2 separate regions of the Sus scrofa genome follow, and region 2 is linked to region 1. The links are chromatin contacts, called in public HiChIP or PLAC-seq maps. All regions are on one chromosome and are shown on one strand. The core of a region is the stretch at or near the end of the contact, and the rest is flanking DNA. Distances in the headings are between cores, read along the strand shown. Region 1 holds the start of LOC106504991. Region 2 holds the start of PUS7 (pseudouridylate synthase 7 homolog).

Region 1 (2,948 bases), core at 192-2,691:
AAAGTTAAATGACACCATTTAATTTTCTGCCCCAATCTGTAAGATTCTGATATAAGCACAAAATGGATTCAAGACCCTATTATTGATATGGTTTTAATTTAAAGTCTACTAAAACAGACTAAATCCCACATCCCATAACAGGTGGGATAAATGGGCATGTTTGGGAAGGAAAAAAAATTAAGAACTACAGCCTCACTTTTTTACTTACAGAATTCTGACAGCATGCTAGAAGACAATTTCAAAGGGCAACAAAGCATGGAACTCCACTTTATCAAATTCACAATTAATTAATCTAAGGAATTCCTAAGGAATGCTTTAATATATGGGAAAAATGGATGCAAAATATAATAGTGAGAACAAGTATCTCCACACCCAGTGAAGTAACAGGTTTAGGCTTGTTTGTACAGCTCCCTAAAAATTAAACTCAAAGAGTACAAAAACCAAAATTCAAAAAACTGGTCAAGAGTTGGATGGGAAACGTTCCACTCCAGATTAAAACGTTTAATCATACAAAATAGTGTAATACTTTACACTTGCTAAATATTTTAATTTACTTTGTTACTGAATAATAGACGCTTGGGCTAAACCAAACAGAAACTGTTTTTTGTCCCCAAATAATTTTTTTAAAAATATTCAAGAACACCCAGCCTCATTACTGAAATTTCTAAGGCTACCTGAGTGTTTTTATTTTTTTCAAAAGTGGTGTCATTTCATTTGCCTCTCAGGAAAAACCCATAAAATTAATCAACTAAAACACAGCATTGTAATTTGCAGTAAAATCAACACACTTGTGTAAACGGATTGGGGAAGAAAAAAAAAAACAAAAACCAGTCTTTTCATGTAAACATAATAAGCCTGTAATATGCTGCAGACAAACGCACTGCATGGGGTGTGGAGGACCCGAGCTGATTAGATTACCACAACATCAGCCTGGGGCCGCCATTTTTAGAATCTGTAAAGGACAAAAGAGGGAAATTTCACTTTTTACTGCCCATCTCTGAGATTCAAGGAAAAAACGGACTGTCTGCCAATTAGGTACTGATGTCTCCAGTCCAGAGTTGAATGCACCTCACTTAATTCTCTCCAAGGTCTCCAGAACTCCAAATACCTTACGCTATTCACATCTCTAAAAAGGGGGGGAAATGGGCAAAACGGGGTTTACTCTAAAGCTAACTCCAGCGATTTCCCTTCGACTTTAAACTGTATCGTTCTTGAGACAGAGTCTGGCAAGAACGGATCTCTACCGAACGGAGGCCGGTGGAAGAGAGCCCTCCGGATTGTTTTCTCTCTCCCCCTCCCCCGTTTAGCACAGTGAACCGTTTGTTTCTCTTCTGTGCCTGCTGCCACAGTGTTTGTGCCAATCCCTTGGTCAAAATCAGCTTTCCTGAAATGTGCCATATTGTGGCTTCTAAGCCTCCGGTACAGTAAAGGACGGCGATAATGCAAGAGGAGTGGGGGAGGAGACTGAGAAGGCTGGGTACTGGGGTGACCACCTCAGGGGCGGGTTTACCCTCTCCCGGGGAAGATGAGGAGCGGTCTCGTTCTCCCACAAAGGGAGAGACCCAGGGCGTTCTTTCCACCCCCTTTGCATTTATGAGAAAATTAAGCCACAGACTGCCCGGCAAGAATGGAAGTAGCAGAAGAAAATGGGGCCTATACGGGTTCCCAGCACCTGAACAAGATGCGGCAGAGGAAAGGGAGAGCTGGCAGCTCCTGGGACCTCTTCGAGCACAAACCCCACTAACAGTCAGAAGCCTCCCTCCTCACCCAAGCGGCCCTAACCCGCTGCCGGCGAGGAGTGCGCCCCCTCCCTAACTCCCACTCTCTAGGGGGTTTAACTGCCAGTTTCCCCCTTCCCCAACCCTAAAACCCGCCATAATGCTCCCTTTCTAGGGACAGGGAGGAAAAAGAATAAATTCGATTCAAACGAGCAACGTCTTGCCCCCGCCAAGACACCTGAGAGCCAACGTCGATTCCCCCCCGCCCCCCCGGAAGGATAAAGATGAGAAAGCCCCCTCCCCCTGGAAACACACGTCTCTCCATCCCGCAAGCCCCATGAACTCCCAAGGAGACGACAGGCACTGACCTGCGATGTTCACACACCAGACACCCGAACCCCGTTATGTGCTCGACCCCCAAGGAGTCTCTCCACACCTCCGCGGTCAGGCGACCCCCCGATAGCAGCCACTGCGGACACAGGACCCGGCTCCACACACCCCTCCCCAAACAGCAGCGCGAAGCCTCTTCACCAGCAACCGAGGAGTAGGGGAGGGGGCACCGAAGCAGTCAGCAGGAACGCAGAGGCGACGGCGAGGCTGCTCAGAGTGTCTATGCCCCCTCTGTTGCCGCTCCCGACTCCGGCACGGTCTCCGACTCGGCCCCCTGCGCCCGCTCAGTGTCACTGCCGCTCGCTCTGGGAAAATGGCGGCGACGGCGGCGGCGGCCGCGGCGGCGGCGGCGGCGGCGGCCGCGGCGGCGGCAAGTGCACGGGGCCCGCCCGCCCCGCTCCGCAGGGGCAGAGGGGGAGGGGACGAAGCTGCCTGCCGCCATTTTGCTTGTGGGCTGCTGCCCGCCGTTGCCTCTCCAGGGAGGCTCGAAGACGGCCAACTGGAGGCAGAGAGGTGGACAGAGTCTCCGTCTGTTTCACAACAGATGCATTCAACAATTCACTGAAGGTTTGGGGAAGTTTCGGAATTTGGTGGGATTGGTTCTTTATCCCTTTTCCCTGAGTAGCCCTCAAGTCTGGATATCGGTGAGCTCGCGCGCGCGCGCCACTACTGGGTGGAAGGATACTGATCCTAGGCCTTGGGAAAGACCCTTCCCTCTCCCTTCGTCCTCCCAAAAGGATGCGCTCTCTCCCACTCCCCAAACCACCTCTGTCCCAGCCTTCCCCTCCCCCTCCCAAGTCTAGCCTCCAGCGCTGGATGAACTCAGTTGGGGTGTCACTC
Region 2 (2,948 bases), core at 167-2,666, 480 kb before region 1:
GAAGAGAGTTCTGGAGATTAATGATAGTAATGGTTGCACAACATGAAGATACTTAAAGCCCTTCAACTGTACACTTGAAAATGTTTAAAATGGTATTTGCCTACAACTAAAAAAAAATCTAGCAGGAGTGTAGGACTTGTAATAATATACTGGTTTTTCACTGAGATTGGAATTTGGCAAAATATTAAATGTGCAAAAGCTATTAGAGGCCAGCCTTTTGGCAGGAAATGTGTGCTACTTGAAGAGCATGGCATGAGTAGGGAATTTTATTTTTCCTCACACAGACGCACAAACTTGTTACTGATGCCAGAAAGATGTTACCAGAATCTGGGTTCTTGTTCACAGAGCCGAAGAATGAACTTCACCAACACACACAAGGCAGCAAGCAAGTGTCTTTAATTACAGGAAAGCAAATAGCTCCCAGCACAGACACTGGGAAGGGGAGGAAGAGTCCCCCCTTCCTATTGTTCTATGGAGGTTTTTATTTCTTAAGGACTGGATACCAACGTGGGGTCCGGATATCATTCCTTTCCCCCATTGTTCTTGTCCAGTCACCTATATCAGGCTTTAACCAATGGGGGGGGGGGGCAATGGTCTTAGAGACGGATATGCCCCATACGTTTTATGGCTACTTTGTTCTTCTTTCCCCTAGACTGGGAGTTGCCACACTTTATATTCTTTTGCTAACAGTCAAATGTATAGGTCAGGGATGTTAATGTCCACCTTGACATTAAAACGAATGTACTTTTTTTTTTTAATGGCGAAAAAATTTTTTAATTAACATATAGTTGATTTACAATGTTCTGTAATGGTGGAATTTTTTTCATTTTTCTTTATTAAACTTTATTTTTTTCATTTTTTTTATAACTCAAATGAATTTATCACATCTGTAGTTGTATAATGATTATAACAATCTAATTTCACAGGATTTCCATCCCACAGCCCAAGCACATCCCCCCACCCCCCAAAAACGAACGTACTTTCAATAGTTAATCTTCCAACAAGCAAGACCTGTTTGTCTAGATTTGTTTTTACAAGTCTTAAAAGATGGACATTAATCAGGGAATATATCCAAACCCATGTTTCTACACTAACTACCAAAATCATTATTCATTACTCTCCCTCAAAGAAACCGTTAATATAAGACAAGTTATATGCAATTGCTGCTCATGATTCTAAAGAACTCTGGGGCATGACTAAATCACTTTTTGTCCCCGCCAAAGCCCAGGTGCGACCGACGGAGACTCCCGGACTGAAAGGTTCACCAAAGCTCCATGCCCCGCAGGTGGCAAGGCCAAAGGGGGCCAGAGGGCGTCCTCCACAGGGCCATTGCGCAGGAGTGGGAGGGAATGGGCGGGACCTCTCCCCAATCAGCAGCGGCAGGCAGCGGTGAGGGGCGTGGTCGGCGGCAGAAGGCGGGCTCCACCCCAGGGGTGGGGCGAGCCGGCAGCGGCACGTCGTTGCGACGCACGTGTGGGAGGCTGGCGGCGGTTAGTACGCCTCAGCGCTGCGGGCCCGGTCTCAGACTGCTCTCCTTGCCTCTTCCCGGCCGCCGTGGCAGCTGGCTCTTCCGACTGGCCCTCGCCGCCGCCTCCGCCCTCCTGCGTCCGGAGCAGCGCGTGCGCCACTTCGCCGCCCGTCCCGCGCTGCACCCGCGCTCTCAGGCCCCGGGTAAGTGCGCGGCCTCGCCTCAGCCGGCCGGGCTCCGCGGCCAGCCGTCGGCTCGGCGCCTTGGCCCCCAAACCCCGCCCGAAGGAGCAGTGTGGACTGAGGAGGCGTCCCGGTTGTGGATCGGGAAGGGTCTGAGCCCTCGGCACGCCCACGGCTCCTCCATTATGGATCGAGCCCGGGGGAGCGCGGCTAGCGCCAGGCGTGTTCTGCGTTTCGTTGGGGCCAGCCCCACCCCCGCTTTCCTCACGGCCGGTCCTCCCTCGTCCCCGCGGATCAGTCGGAGGATCCCCGTCTCACTCCTCCCTGTCTCACTCCTCCCTTTCTTTGCCTCTGAGGCTCCCTAAACTCCTTTCTCCCGTAAGAGAAAACTGGCTTTTATCTCGAAGCCCTTTACAGCTCCCGTACACGTCTTGGCCACTTTTCTACCGGGTCCAGCCCACGTGCTTTCGTCCTCTTAATTATCTATCATTACTATCCGGGAGTCTACAAGTGCTAGGCGAGCAGGCACTCCGGACACTGCCTTTTTTGTGTACGTTTCCCAGTGTAGGAGCAAGCCAGATTTTTTCTTGGCAGTCCTCTGCCGGGTGGTTAGTGAATGGCTGCAGGAGGTGCTGCTGGGCGTATTGAAACTCATCTGCACGGAATCTTTACCGCCAGCCCTGCACCAAGAGGTTTAAAAGTACATCCTCATTGCCTGGGTATTGGTGCCTGCCAAGAAATAGGGTTTAGAGAGGGTTTAACCTTTTAAATATTTAGTTTCTTTGTCAGACCAAAGGGAATGGATGGGCAATGATTTTGTTTAGTCATTAGGCAACGTAGCCAACTGTTCCCATATATCAATTTAACTACTTCTTTTGAACAGCGTCTTTTGATAGAAACTGGTGCGGTAGAGCGGTTAATAAAACACGGCTTCTGCCTGCAAGTAAGATAGAGAAATGACAGTCCAGCTGGTCTGTTTACTAAGTTTGCTCCTGCCTTAGGTTCTTTTCAGGCCCTGTTCCCACTGCCTAGAACAGTCACCTCTTTTCATGTCTAGTTCTTCTTTGAAGTCTGCTCAAAAGGCATCTCCTTAGACTGCACTATAAAGCACTCCTTTTACTCTCACTGTCCTTACTCAGTTGTGTTTGTGGCTGTTTTCTATTTTTTTCTCCGATATGTGAGCTCGATGAGGGCAGGAAATTTTCCTCTGTTCCCCAATGCCTAGAAAAATGCCAGACGCACAGAGGTGCTCCATATTTGTGGAATGAAGGAATCTGATGGACCTAATAATGACTTCG

What was found. HiChIP or PLAC-seq counts read pairs in DNA pulled down with a chosen protein or histone mark.
Region 2: a contact with region 1 is called in an H3K27ac HiChIP or PLAC-seq map of alveolar macrophages. The contact joins the promoter of PUS7 here to the promoter of LOC106504991 in region 1. A contact is called at or near these places in 1 of 5 promoter capture datasets (liver), 1 of 47 Hi-C or Micro-C datasets (heart right ventricle) and 2 of 2 datasets of contacts at active chromatin or transcription factors (alveolar macrophages and skeletal muscle).

The regions. Positions count from the first base shown.
Region 1 is chr9:104,911,298-104,914,245 of Sscrofa11.1, reverse strand. LOC106504991 reads left to right here and starts at 1,441. Exons shown (of 3, transcript XM_013979822.2): 1 at 1,441-1,746; 2 at 2,052-2,675. The coding sequence starts at 1,441. The region is part of intron 1 of KMT2E (histone-lysine N-methyltransferase 2E); the gene reads right to left.
Region 2 is chr9:105,387,440-105,390,387 of Sscrofa11.1, reverse strand. It overlaps PUS7 (pseudouridylate synthase 7 homolog), which reads left to right and starts at 1,416. Exons shown (of 16, transcript XM_021102594.1): 1 at 1,416-1,671.